2 separate regions of the Mus musculus genome follow, and region 2 is linked to region 1. Evidence: chromatin contacts called from public promoter capture Hi-C data. All regions are on one chromosome and are shown on one strand. Each heading gives the region's core, a stretch centred on a gene start, on an enhancer-like site or on the middle of the called end of the contact. The rest is flanking DNA. Distances are from core to core; before and after follow the strand shown. Region 1 holds the start of Trim15 (tripartite motif-containing 15). Region 2 holds the start of 2410137M14Rik (RIKEN cDNA 2410137M14 gene).

The links. Capture Hi-C pulls out chosen DNA fragments and counts their contacts.
Region 2: a contact with region 1 is called in a promoter capture Hi-C map of adipose tissue. The contact joins the promoter of 2410137M14Rik here to the promoter of Trim15 in region 1. A contact is called at or near these places in 1 of 39 promoter capture datasets (pre-B cells), 1 of 115 datasets of contacts at active chromatin or transcription factors (embryonic stem cells) and 3 of 9 other capture datasets (adipose tissue, liver and pancreatic islet).

Annotation. Positions count from the first base shown.
Region 1 is chr17:36,863,705-36,870,871 of GRCm38.p6, reverse strand. It overlaps Trim15 (tripartite motif-containing 15), which reads left to right and starts at 3,685. Exons shown (of 7, transcript NM_001024134.2): 1 at 3,685-4,136; 2 at 4,472-4,567; 3 at 5,681-5,911; 4 at 6,601-6,623. The coding sequence starts at 3,771. Trim10 (tripartite motif-containing 10) reads right to left here and starts at 1,298. Exons shown (of 7, transcript NM_011280.2): 1 at 565-1,298. The coding sequence starts at 993.
Region 2 is chr17:36,975,300-36,982,837 of GRCm38.p6, reverse strand. 2410137M14Rik (RIKEN cDNA 2410137M14 gene) reads left to right here and starts at 1,601. Exons shown (of 4, transcript NM_029747.3): 1 at 1,601-1,698; 2 at 3,905-4,187; 3 at 4,292-4,369; 4 at 4,732-5,137. The coding sequence starts at 1,696. The coding sequence ends at 4,856. It also overlaps the pseudogene H2-M4-ps.

The DNA of each region.
Region 1 (7,167 bases), core at 2,436-4,935:
AGTCTGAGGCAAGCTGGTCTCACTATGAAAAGATCACTAATAAATTGCTACATCATACATACAAATGCCTGCTCATAACAAAATATGGTATAAAAGCAACTAAAACCAGCAATGCACTCACTTAATGGAAAATAAAAAAGTATATGCCACAAATATTCACCCAACCAGCCCATTCAGTTACACGCTTCAAACAGAACACACTCAGACCATCCCTCCACAAACAAGGCGTTCACTCTTGTACATAAACAAGCACTGTCATTCCCTAAAATCCAAACTTCAAGCACACTTAACTGATACAGGACACACACACACGTTTGATGGTTCATCCGTTCAGAAAGGATTTACTATGGTCCACAAGGAAACAACATAGAACTCTTAATTATAACTCCGTGCTTCTCTGTGCTTCAGTATGTGCCTGGCTGATCAAATAAGGTAAAAAAAATTGGAGTCCGGATGCTCCTTCCAGCCCAGAATCCACACCACCTTTCTACTTCCCTTAGTCCAATCCAGCTCTCTCAAGGGTGCCCCAGAGCCCCTTCCTACCCTGTAGGGATCCTCTCCTACCCTGTAGGGACCTGCTGCGTCCTCCAGGAAGCGCACAGTGTGAGCCCCATGCTGTCCGGTTTCGCGGCATACCACACACAACTGTGCCTCATCCTCCTCGCAAAAGAAGTAGATTTTCTCCCCGTGTTCCGGACAGGCATCCTCCACCTCCAGGCCTCGCGTGGACGCCAGCTGAAGGCGCTCGATGTTCTCCACCACATTGGCCAGCTGCCAGTTGGGCCGGAAGCTCCCTGGGCGGAAGGGCTCTTTGCAGAGCGGGCAGCTGAGGGACTCCTCTGATTCTGGACCTGGGATCTCGCAGTAGCGAGTGAGGCAGCCACGACAGAAGTTGTGGCCACAGTCAATGGTGACTGGCTCCCTCAGGGTGCCTTGGCAGATGGGGCAGTTGACCTCATCTGCCAGGCTAGTCACAGAAGGAGCTGAGGCCATGTCAATCCTACCAGGCCTTCTGACGCTGGAAGTCACCGTCTCTGCTCACCCTCCACACCCACATCAGGCCTGAACACCAACATAGTCACCCACACTGGGACAAGGGACCCAGTTACATCTCTGGCACCAGAGCCCCTTGTCCTGCTCTCCCAGGAGCAGACACACTCCTGCCAACAGCATAGGTGAAGAAATAGAGGAGGAAGGCCCAGGGGCTCAAAGCACCATAAGTTAACTCTCTGGACCAGTTCCCATGGCCTGGAGCTCACTGCAACTTTCTGTCCACCCGAAGCTGCTCACAGTCTCTCAGCAGACCACTGTTGAAAGAGATCTTTTCTTCAGGGGCAGGGAGGAGCTTGACTCACAGCTACTGCCACCCCAGCTCTTAAACATAGCCACCTGTCTCCAGGGAGATTGGAGGTATCAGCCAGTACAAGGCTAGTGGCCAGGGGAGTGTGGGGACTCAGATAAGGCTCTTGAGCTGGGGTGTGCACAGCACAAGGAACTGTGGTGATGCCTCCATGGTCCTATAACAGGCTTTAAAAGAGGGCCGAGAGAAGGGAAAAAAAAAACAAAAACAACAACAACAACAACAACAACAAAAAACGTATGAGGGAGGAAAAATAGAGCCAGCATTATTTATTTATTTATTTATTTATTTATTTATTTATTACCATGACTACATATCTCCCACTGATAGACGGAAGCACTTTAAACAGTTTTTTTTTTTTTTTTTTAATTCCACCTTGGCTCTATCACATCCTGCTGTTTGGACCTCCATTTTGCAAGCTCCTCCAGGTTCCCTCCACTCATCCAAGGGGAACCAACAGAGTGCAGGTGACTGTGATCTATCTGCAAGTCAAAGCTATGTGTCTTCCAGGAGATTCAGTCTACCAGAAACCCAAAGGACAAACAGACATGGTGGCACATGCCTGTGATCTCAGCACCTGTTATCCAGAGATGGGAGAATCAGGAGTCCTCAAGACCAGCCTCTGCTTGTATAGCAGCTCAGAGGCCAGTCTGAGCTACGTGAAATGTGTCTTGAGGAAAAAAACAATCAGTGAAAGTCACATATATGCAATGTAAATGTTTCTGGTTGCCAATATGAGCTGGGCCCCAATGGAACAGAATTATATATAAAGGGACATTATTGGGAAACCGGGTATTTTGAATACTGACAGTAAACTCACTAATAGATTGCTAAAGTTCTTTAAATTATATAGTTTTTATTATTACTGTGTATATGTGTGTATGTGTGTGCATGTGTAGGTGTGTGTGCATGTGTATATATGTGTGTGCATGTGTGCATGTGTAGGTGTGTGTGTGTGTGTGCGCGCGCTTGCGCGCTCGTATTCTGGCATAAATGTAGAAATCAAAGGACAACTTTGTGGAGTGAGTTCTTGCCTTCAACCATGTTGGTCCCAGGGCTAGAACTCAGGTCTTTGGCTTGGCAGCAGTTGCTTTTACCTGATGCGGCATCACACCGGCCCATGTTAAATTTTTTAATGACACCGTGGTTGTGTGGATGAATTCCTCACTCTGAGGAGATATATGTTGTATTTATGGAAGAGAGAGCAGATGGCCCAATACTTACAAAATTCAAAAATGCACAAAGGCATTCATGCCACTATTTCTCCACACTATCAATAAATTTGAATGTTTCTCATAATAAGGGTGAGAAAAATATTATAAGACAAAAAGTAAATATTAGTAGTATATTTAAGTTAGTCCAATGTTTCCAAAAATATTTTTGAGCATAGAGTCAACATGAAATACTAGCGATATATCACATGTCTCTGTAGTGATGTGAAATCGTTTATACAAACAGCACATCTCAGCCAGGGCCGACCACATATAATTAGACAGCTGTTCTAAGGATGCATTGTCAAGTGGGAAGGTAGGGCAGGAAGAAGGGGTGTGTGAAACATGAAAATAGGTGGGATAAAAAGACCTGGTGAGCACGAGGGTCTGGCTTTGTCCACAGGGCAGGTGAATGCCTAGGGATCCTGGCAGCTTGTCCACAGGGCAGGAGAATGCCCAGGGACCCTGGCGGCTTGATCTCTGACCCAGTTTTGGGAAGAGCTGGAATCCAAATACCCCAATGCCTTCTGTCTTGTGGCTGTCAAACTCTCTGATCCTTAGAAATCCTCTTTGCCTTTCAATTTGTATCTCTTTCTCCACACTTGTCCCAATGAGTTGTTATTAAATTGGTTGTTCTGGAGTAATTTCTTGGGGTGGTGGTGGTGGTGGTGGAGGTGGTGGTGAGTGCATATTGCCAGACGAGGGGAACGTGCATTTGGGCTCGAAATTCGAGGTCAGTCTCAACATCACAGGCTGGACTCTGATGCCACTGCCAGCCTCCTAGCCTGAACTATGGCTCTCACCTGCCCAGCGTGACAGGAAGCGGCTCCTCCCCAATGGCCTCACCTCTCTGTAGCCAAGAGATTCCAGGAAACCCCATTTCCAAGTGACCTCATGATGCAATACGCTGCTCCCCACCCAAGGGACCGAAGGCGACAGGAGTGGAGAGCTAGGTCACCTGCCTGCCCCTGGGAAACGCTGGGTAGTCAAGACGCCCTGGAGTTTGGACCTGCTTAGCTGCTGGGTTCTGGGCGTGGCAGCCAGGTGACCTCGCTGAGCTGACATTCCTGCCTTTCTTTCAGCCTCCGATTCCTTTGCTTCTGTGACAGTGACGCACTTAAAAGTGACTCAGTTTCAGGGAAAGGAAATTGGAGTGGACCGAGTCAGAAGACTGTGGACAGGCAGGGGAAGGCACGGTGATGCCCTCAACCCGGTCCCTGCGGGGACTTCACCAAGTAGCCTGTCCTGTCTGCACCCGACCCTTGCAGGATGCGGTGACCACAGCCTGCGGACACACTGTCTGCCTACTCTGCCTCCCGCGCACCCCAATGGGAGCCCAGCTGCTGTGCCCTCTCTGTCAGGGGGCAGAAGAGGAGAAAATCCAGGCCGCAGTGGCCCCGGTGTCCCTAGGTCCCCTGAGCGAGACCTACTGTGAAGAGCACGGAGAGAAGATCTATTTCTTCTGTAAGACAGACGCGGAGCTGCTCTGCGTGTTCTGCAGGGAGGGCCCCGCCCACCAGGCACACACTGTGGGGTTCCTGGATGAAGCCATCCAACCCTACAGGGTAAGGAGCTGAGGCGCTGCTTCGTGGGGGCAGGATGGTGACCTGATGTGGGTGAGTGAAGGAAAAGGGATAGAGATTTACTGTCTAAAATCCTCTCAGTCCTCCTCTTTGCTCCTGGTTTCCCTGCGGGCACATACACCTTACTTACCACACACTTTCTATCTCCATAGTGCCACCCAACCCAATTCTTGCCCTAAATGGTGATACAATGAAGGTCAAGGATTAGGACTCTTGTCAGTTTGAATCTCTCAGCCTCGGTGGTGTGTCCACAACATAGCACACGGTATTTGCCAGTGGGATTATTCACCGACCCTCTGCTTTCTTTTTTCTGACAGGATCGTCTCAGGAGTCGGTTAGAAGCTCTAAGAATGGAGAGGGACAAGATAGAAGATAGGAAATGTCAAGAAGACCAGAAGCTCCAGGAGGTTCTGGTAAAGATCACACACACACCTATGGCTGTCTGTTCCTTTGTTCCAGTTTGTTTGTTTAGGTACAGAGTCTCATGTAGCTCAAACTGGCCTCAAAGTCACTACTTAGCGGATCCTATTTTCTCTGCCCCCACAGGTGCTGGAATTACAGGCATGTGCCACCATCCTAACATGTTGGGTAGCTAGCTCAGTATGAACAGTGGTTGCGTAGAATACATGGAGCCCTATATTCAATACTCAGCACTGAATAGGAGTGTTCTATAATTGCAGCACTTGGGTGATGGAGTTAAGAGCGTCAAAAGCTCAATGTCATCTTTGACTTCATTGTGAATTGAGTTTGAGGCCAGCCTAGAATGCATAAGACATGGACATGTATCTCAAGAAAAAAAATAAATTACAACAGTTATTCATGAGTCTAAAGAAGACATAGTAGTTAGTTTTGTGTGGTTAGTTTTGTTGTTGTTTTTGTTTGTTTGCCAAATTGACTCAAGCAAGGGTCATCTGGGAAGAGGGAACCCTTCCTAAATGAGGAATTGAAAACAAAAAATCAGCCGAGAAAAACATTTCTTTCAGATTGGCTGTATGTGGTAAGTCTGTGAGACATCGTGATTATTGATTTGGGAGCATCCAGCCTACACTGGGTCCGTGGTCCTAACAATCTAAGCAAGCAGGCTGAGCATGCCACGGAGAACCTGCTGTTTCTTCACAGCCTCTGCCTCTGGGCTCCTGTTTGAGTTCCTGCTCTGGGTTCTCTCAGTGATGCACTGAGATGTGAAAGTAGAAAATGAAATAAATCCTTTCCTCCTCAACTTGGTTTTTGCCAACGTTCTATCATAGCACAGAGAAGAAAACTAAAACAGTAGAATATTATAGCTATGAAAGGATTTTTTTTTAAGTTAAGTGTGACTCTAAAGAGTTCCATATGATATTGTTACAATCTCTGGCTAAGACAACAGCTCAGAGCTCATCATCTGCAAGTGTATCTTGGGATCTATCTCTTTCTACCATTGTATTATTTAAAGAAATGAGTCCTGTAATGGCTTACTCCTGTCTCTTAATAAGTACACAGATGATCCTTATGGGAGCCAGTTCTGAGCCTCCCCCATATCCTCACAGATGCAGGTTGAAAGCAAAAAGCATCAGGTAGAAGCTGCTTTTGAAAGGCTGAAGCGGGAGCTTGTGGACCAGAGATGCCTCCTGCTGAACAGGCTGGAGGAACTAGAACGGCAGATCTGCAAGGAGAGGGAAGAGTACATCAGCAAAGTCTCCCAGGAGGTCGACCGGCTGAGTACCCAGGTGGAGGAGCTAGAGGAGAAGTGTCAGCAACCAGCAAGTGAGCTTCTGCAAGTAAGAGACTCCACAACCCTACCACCTAGTGCGACAGCAGAGGGTTTACAGGAAGCAGGTGCTGGAAGGTGATGGGGATTACCTCGATTGAGAAGGTGTGTGTGGGGGGAGGGGGGTCTGCTTTTTATGGCTCAAAAAACTAGAGAACTTCCCAAGGCATGCACGAGGATTATGCAAAGATGGCCATCATCAGACCATCTTGAGTTTGGTGTTGTCAGCCCCTCCCACTTTGTCACTTGGGTGACTCTCTTAGTTTCTCTAAGCATGGGATGATTGTTTCAGGGAGTGGTAAGCCATGTAAGGAATAACCCATGTGTGGTGCTGAGCATGGTCCCCAATACACAGGAAGAGCACCATCAATATCCTTGTGTGGTTACCACAATCCTGCCCCACATCGGTGCCAACTTGGAACTCAGACTGGTCTCTGCTCTCTATCATTTCTTAATCACTTGTGTGGGGGGGGGGCATGGTGGGCAGAACAACCAGAGCAAAGGAACTGGCTGGCTGCAGAGTCCTACCTACTTTAGTCAGGAAAAAAGAAGAGAGCAGTGAAATGCACACTAAGTAATTAAGAGGCTCCAGCACTCTGGGTAGGAGTTTTTAGCTGATATTAAGACAGAAAGATTTAGAGTCCCTGATGGGGAAGGCCATGTGGAAAGTAAGTACATGTTTTTGTGTTTCTTTTGTAGGATGCCAGACTCAATCAGAGCAGGTAAGGCCCTCCCCAGTTCTGCCTCCTTTATGTGCATCTTATGACACAGCCATCCATCTGGACCCTTGTGGATGGTTCCAGAAAACACTGATGGATACCCAGGTCACTCCCTCTCTTACTATCAACTCGAACTCAGTAAAATGATGAGTTGAAACTGGACATTGTGGCTCATGCCTTTAGTCCCACCACTTGGGAAACTAAGGCAGAGAGTTCACTATATGTTCGAGGCAAGTCTGGGCTACAGAGTGAGAGCCTACTTCAAAATAAACAACTAAATAACTAATAAAAATAAATTTACTGGTTTTGGTTGACCAACACCAATTCCGTTGGTTTTTTGAGATGTGCTTTTGACCCTCAAAGCAAAGTTACATATAACAGTCATGGGTTTAGAATGCTCCAGGAATTTTTAAAAAATTATTTGTATTTTATGTGTATGGGTGTTTTGTTTATGCATCGTATGTATGGCTGGTGCCAGAGGAAAACAGAGGAGGCAGGGAGATGCCCTGGAACTGGAATTACAGATGGTTGTGAGCCACCATGTAGA
Region 2 (7,538 bases), core at 352-2,851, 110 kb before region 1:
TGGATGCACCCTGCTTAACATCTGTTTGAAGTCCTCCCTAATCTGTGAGAGCATACAGAGATCCTGAAACAAAAAGGTTGGGACTTCCTGACACATACAGCTCTCTACCAGGGTGCTGCATAAAGGGTTTACTGTGGTAAAGGACTCTAGGTGCAGGAGGAGGGGCTGTGGGTAAATTATCTGGTCTAGGATCTTGCTTTCAAGCAGTCTAAGGATTGAAGTTTCCTTGTGGCCCCAGGGTTCATTTCTCTAGTTTACACACCGTCAGTTCTCAGGAGCTTCTGCCAGTGTTAGGCAGCTAGACAAGCGTCACCTGGCTTAGGGGTTGTTAAGAATGGGCCCGCTCACACACATCCATTTACCAGTTGAGAAGGGTAGGGGTATCAGGGCTTTTGGGTAACTTGACTTTGGTCAAAAGAATGGAAACTAATCTCCACTTCTGACAAGGGTGGAGACTATGCATTCCGATCTGTCCCAGAGATTAGAATATTGCATACCAATGCCCCCTTCCACCTTCTTTGGGAGCTAATCTAACTAGACTTGTTAATCACCTAGCCAGCAGACAACCCCTCTGGAAAGCTGGTCATTTGAAAACATGCAAAGGAAATGGAAGGAATAATAATACCCCAAATGAAATAATGTACTTACTACGTTCCTGAAGTATCCCCCCAGCCCTCCCCCCAAATCCACTTCCTTGTAGATTAACTGCTGAGTCTGTTTGCTTTCCTGATTTATAACTCAAGGGGTTAATCCTTTCTTTTCTCCTTTCTACAGCTGCTTACCCTCCCCCATTGATGACCCTTAGCCCCTGCTAAGATTATGGTTTGCTAGTGTTGTTGCCTTCCCTCACCCCTCCCCCTCCCCGCCATCCCGAACTAATGAGGTGAACCTGGAGCGTCCTTCTGACTCTGGCTTGTTATTGGCTTTTCTTTCTTTTCTTTTTAATCAAAAACACTCTAAGAATCCACAAATGGGAAACCTCTTTTCCCCAGTAATGTTTGGACACCCACATGTTCACTTCTGTTGTGTGTGGGAATTTTGTAGAACCACTAAGAGTCATGATCTGCCCCCACACACCCACAACGCTATAAAACTTCATAGACAGGGATCTTGCTCTTCAAGTTCTCCAAACACGGAGGATGGGGTCCGTGGTGCTGCACACCCTCTTTCCATTGCTGGCGACCGCCCTGGTCCCAACTCAGGCCAGCGCGGGTGAGTGCAGGGTGGAAAGTGAAGCCACTTCTGTGGGGAGGAGGGAGGAGGCTGGGCAGCAATAGCTCAGGGAACGCTAAGTCTCAGCGGCTGTCTCCCAACTACACACCCTCTGCCAGGCTCTCTTCTCCAATCCGTGTCTGGAGCCCTGTGTGCTAGTTCTCCTCCCAGCAAGTCCGCTTGTCTCCAGGTCCACCTGGGTTGACCCCCGCACCACCCCTAGGCTCACACTCCCTGCGGTATTTCACCACCACCTTGTACGATCCTGGCTAAGGCAAACCTCGGTTCACCGAGGCTACATGGACAACATACAGATCACGAGCTTCAGCAAAGACTTGGAGAGTCAGTGGGTGGAGCCGTGGGTGCCATTTATAGCTCAGGAACCTGAGCATTTGGAGGAGCTGATGCGCCTCGCCAGGAGGATCTTAATACTCGGTCAAATCGAACTGTGGACCCTGTTCGGCTATCATAGCCAGAGAGAGAATGGTGAGTGATCCTATATGGAAGGCTAGTCTATAGTCTCCGCATATTCTTATGAAATATGTACCTTGGGCTGGTGAAATCTGCAAGTTCCTGCAATCCTGGAGAAGCCTGCAGAAATTTACTGTGGTTTCATTTCAGTTTGAAGTAGGCTTTGACCAATCACGAGCAGGCTGTGTGCAATGAATGGGGCTAACCTGGGACATGGTGCTGACCACTTTGGCCTCAACAGAGTCTCACACTGTCCAGTGACTAATCGGCTGTGACATAGGGCCAGACCATCACCTCCTCCGTGGGTATAAGCACATCACTTATGAAGGCCAGGATTACATCTCTCTGACCGAGAGGACCTGCGCTCCTGGGTTGCAGTGGATACCGAGGAGTCTCAGATCACTAGGTGCAAGCAAGAGGCATCTGGTTTTGTTATATCATGCACATCTTTCTTGGAGGGAAGGTGCGTTGAAGTGGCTTCTCAAATACCTGGATAAAGGGGAGGAGATGCTGCAGCATGCAGGTTTCAGGGGTAGCTTCTATTGGCCCTTGAGCAGACTTTATGCCAGGACCAATTCCTAAGCCACCTATTGTGAAATACTGTCCCCCAGGCTCCACACAAGGCTGTTACTGTTTCAAAATCAGAAAAGCTGTGATTACCCTTACTGGGGATTCTAGCCATTCACACCCTCCTATGTTCCCCAATCACAAGGAATCCTACTAGCCACATCTGGACTTCAGAAATATTAGTGTATATGGGAACTAGAAGGTTAATTGATGGTATGGGTGTAGTGGCTGATGCCTTTAATCCCATCATTGAAGAGGCAGAGGCAGGCAGATGAGTGAGTTGGAGGCCAGCTTTGTCTATATAGTGAACTTCTGGATAGCCAGTATGGTAATGGTGTGTGTGTGTGTGTGTGTGTATTAATTGATTGAATTCATTGGTGGCACACTCCAGTGATCTAGCTTTTGTGAGTTGTCATTCATGCTGGAGTGGGCTTTTCAGTGTTGTAGGTGTTTATGAGTATTAAGTAACGCCTCACTCGTGTCTGTAAGTAACCTTCAATGCATTTATGGGATTGCCAAACTGTGTTGGATGGTAAGGATGGGCTTTGATGGGATCATTCATTTGGTCTGTTGTTGGAGTCCTGTCTGGGGTGAATAGATATCTATCATATCTCTCCGGAGAAAGTAATAAAATACTCTACACCCAAGTGGGGACCCAGCAGGACCAAAATGGGCTTGGGAGGATCAGGTTCACGGTTACTGGGATATAAGACATGAAATTGAAGCCAAACCATCCATGGGAGAAATTACTGATGTGTCTCTGCTTTCTCCATGTGGTGTGGAATGGCAGCGGAGGGTTGCAATGCACTTGGTGTGGATGATTGGACTCACATCTGAGACTGCTCCATCTGAAGGTGTATCGATACCTCGACATGGCATGCTATCTATCACAACAGCAACAGCAATTTCTGAAATAATACTTGTGGGGCAGGATCCTAAGCAGACAGTGACAGCAGTTGTGTGTCCTTTGCTGTGGGCAGTTGAGACTTGCAACTGGGGCTTAGCCATCTTCCCAGGGCTCTCAAGGCTGTGGGACATAGAAGCAGATGGGGTCTGGGTGATGTAGAAGTAGAGAAATTGAGTGTTGTCACTGCTCATTCCTCTCTGAAAGAAAGGTTGCACAGTCTGAGGCAATACAAAGGAATCATTGGGCCAGCAAGATGTCTCAATGTTTGGTGCTTGCCATAAAGCCTAACAACCTGAGTTTGGAACCCTGAGCACACATGGAGAAGGAGAGAACAAGTTGTCTTATGACCTCTAGATAAGTGCTGCACATGTATAGGGGTACACACACATATTGGTCTGGAGCAGAGGAAGCCTCCCTGATTTCCAGATCCCACAGGATCCACCTGAGCCACAGGGAACATTTTTACATTGAAAGCACAATAGTGGACTCCATCTTTTCGTGGATGAAGGGGTACCAGCTCTGAAAAGAGTGAGTGCCAGTCCTGTTTTGATCTCAGTCCCCGTTTCTGCCAATGTTCACAGATCGGGAACAGATCCAAGGAATAGATATTTCTTCATCCTAAGTCCATGCTGTGTAAGAGCTGCTGTTTCAATTTTCAACCCAACTATGGGGATGATCACATGACTAATGCTCATATAGTCCACAGGAGAGAACAGAAGGTTGTTACCCTCTGACTCTTCTCCTCAGACTCCCCCCAAAACAAATGTGGCCCATCATTCAACGCTTGAAGGTGATGTCACCCTGAGATGCTGGGCCCTGGATTTCCACCCTGCTGTCATCATCCTGACCTGGCAGAGGGATGAGAAGGACCTGACTCAGGACATGGACCTTGTGGAGACCAGGCCTGCAGAGGACGAAGCCTTCCAGAAGTGGGCAGCTGTGGTGCTGCCTTCAGGAGAAGAGCATAAATACACATGCCATGTGCAACCTGAGGGGCTGTCTGAACCTCTCATCCTGAAATGGAGTAAAGGTAGTGTGTGTAGGTACAGAGTCTGTCCTTGGGAAAGCAGGAACCCTTCTGCAGACCTTGAGCATATCCCTTAGTTCTATCCTCCTCTCCCTTCTCTCTTCCAGAGCCATCTTTTTCTCCCACCACACCCATCACGGGGATCACTGCTGGTCTGGTTCTCCTTCCAGTTTTGGTCACTGGAGGTGCGCTGCCATAGTGGTGAGGAGGGAAAGTGCAGATAAGGATGGTGTTTGAGATTTGGGTTTTCCTGAGATATTTCAAGCCCTGGATACAAATGTGCCAATTTTCTGTTTTGTTACTATAAAGTGTATCCATTAGTGTGTCTTAGCCACTTAGCGGCCTTTTTTTTTTTTTTTTTTTTTAAACCAACTGTGTAAGGAACACCTGGAAATAGAGGAGGGGGTGGTGCTTCACACAGAGGACTCTACTAATGTGGACACAAATCTGAGGCAGGGTCTCCAGGAAGAGGGAACGGGCCTCTGGGAGGGCACTCCATCTTTTTCCTATACAAATCCTTTCTTCATGTTTTTTGACCCTGTTCCAGGTCTGTCTGCAACCATACCCCTGGAATATTGCCTGAGGTCTAGGACTAAGAGTTTCCTCTGGAACCAAATCGTTCTGCATTCTGTTCTCTGCCTTTATCCTCCCAGAGATGGAGAAGGATGTTAACTTTATTATTTTTATCATTTTATCTCCACCCCTTAACCTCAAGTCCCAGCACTGAAAGTCTCGAAAGGAAACAGAGACCTAGTCCCTCCCTCATTCTGTTAAACAACCCAGCAGCTGGGCACAGCCTGAGTCCTTGGCTCCACTGTGGCGGGAGTCCTGTATCTTGCATCGGATCTGGTGGTGTTTGGCTTTTGTATTCTGTCCCTGGATATGAAGGCTCAAGTTTGGAGTTTTGGATTTTTCTAAGATTAAAAAAAAAATCTGTGAGGCTCTAATGTCCCATATAAAATTTTGTGTGTTTAAAAGGTAATAATGTCTATACGTTGGAAATCAGTCTAGGGAATTTTCAGATAGCAAGAGACTTTTATCCTGTAAATTGCTAACTTCGTCTTGTACTTGAGGTGATGATACTCAGTGGGAGAGAAAATAACTCAGGGCTGATGACAGGTCCAGGTCCGTATGTCCTTACATCCTCAGGGCAAAATACTTTATTCCCACTTGGGACTGTTCCTTGTTGTGAGTACTGCTCTGACAACTGGCATCAGTGGCCTCAAACCTTGTTCCAGGATTCTCATACCTCTTCCCAAGACCCTTGCTGTCTTAGACTGTGAAGCAGGGAGGCCATGTACTACCTTCTCACCGATTTTGGTAGGTTCTCACACTGTACTTCAGGATGGGCTGGCACTCACTATGTAGCTGTGATGGCTAATCTTCATTGTCAGTTTGTCAGTTTGCAATTCTGGAGATGTCTCTGATGTTTCCAGAGATTAACTGAGGAAAGGAGAGCCTGCTTGAATGTGATGACACCAACCTATCACTCGGGGGGGCCCAGGCTGAACACAAGGGAGGAAGAGAGGGAAGCCAGATGAGGGGCAGCATCCCCACACTCTGCTCCTGATGCATGGAGATGTGAGTCCAGTCACATGCTCCAGCTGCCATGAACTCCACCGTGCTTTCCTTCCAGGATGGGATATAAAAATCAAAAACCAAAACAAACCCTTCTTGACTTAAGTTGCTTCTTTCAGATTTTTGTTTTGTTTTGTTTTGTTTGTTTTATATATTAGGGAGAGAAATGAGGGATACAATGTCTACTCCCATAAGTCTTTCTGCATTGGCCTGAGTGCTGGTCTTGCAGGTGTAGGGGATACAGCCAGCTTCACGAATGACTAATGTTACCACTGTGATCCTCAGCTATGTTCTTGTAGATGTGTGGTTAGCCCCAGCTTATTATTCAGAATCTCAGCTCAGATATTGAATCTTGTTGAGATGTCCGGGGGGAGGGGGGGGGGAGACAGGGGGGGGGGGGAGGGACGGACTCCTGTAGGCAGGAAAGTTGAGGCTTTCTGTGCATTTTCATTACTTTTGCTTTATTCTTTTCTCATGCAAAACATCCCAACCCTCTCTCCCCTCCTCCCTGTATCCCTCATCAAACTCCACTGTAAAACATGCCTTTAATCCCAGTTCTTGGAGGCAGGTCTCTGTAAATATGAGGCTAACCTGGTCTACAAAGCAAGGACTAGGGTTAGGATTAGGGTGGCCAGGCCAGCTAAGGATACATGGTGAGATCCTATCTCAAAAATCAGAGAAAAATGTGTGTGTGTGTGTGTGTGTGTGTGTGTGTGTGAGGGGGGGGGCGGGGCGAGGAAGCTAACCTAGGCTGTTACCAGAGAGTTATGGTCAGAACCTGTGCCTAACAAGCCACAATCAGCTGCCTATCTAACAAGGTATTTAAAAGATCCAAATACCAGGAAGCAGGAGGAAGAAAGGAGATTTATTCAATATGGGCACATTGATAAGAAGGGCAAAGAGGTCTAGCAGCTCTCAAGTCTACCTTCAGAGTCCTCACATGAGAACAATGTTTAAACAGAAGACAAGAGACATGCAGAGTTAGGCTGTGACACAATTGTGTGACCAAGGTGTGATCTAGCTTCATCATCAACCCACCATTGTCTGGTCTGTTGTCTCACATCCCAAGTTGGCCCAATACATCATTAGAAGTATATGAAATTTCTTTTCTGGAGACGAGTTCCTCCTCTGGCTGACACCAGGTTTCAGTGTCTGTCTCTCAGCGTGAGATTCCTGGGATGACTGCAAATCCTGGAGGTGCCTTAATTCACAGCCATATGTTCCAAAGGAAGGACACATTGACTTTAGACTATCCTCATCCCTGCTAGACCGGTCATGTCCCAAAGTTCACATTTGAAACCTAATCCTGGATGTGATGGTATTTGAGGTTAAAGACTTTGGAAATGATGAGAACAGGATGGTGGAACTTTATGAATGGGATTGGTCCTCTCACAACAGAGAGCCCAGGGGGCTTGTCTCCCATGTCTGACATGCTCAGAACTTAGCAAAGACACAATATCCATGCATTAATAAGTGAGCACTCACCAGATACTGAATTAGCCATCATCTTGACTATGAGAAATAAACTTGTGATCGGTGTGAGCTAACCAGTCCGTGGTATTTTGCTGTAGCAGTACAAACAAATATGCTTTATTCACATGGGACATGCTACAGGTCGCTCTCAAACATTTATTTCCCACGGTCCAGATTCCCCTTTGATACGTTCAATGAGATTCAGACCTGGTGACAAATGTCTGTAAGACTAGCACCCAGGAGGCTGAGGCATGAAGATTGAAAGTTCTTTCTTTGGGACAAATATCCCACAGCCCCCATCCT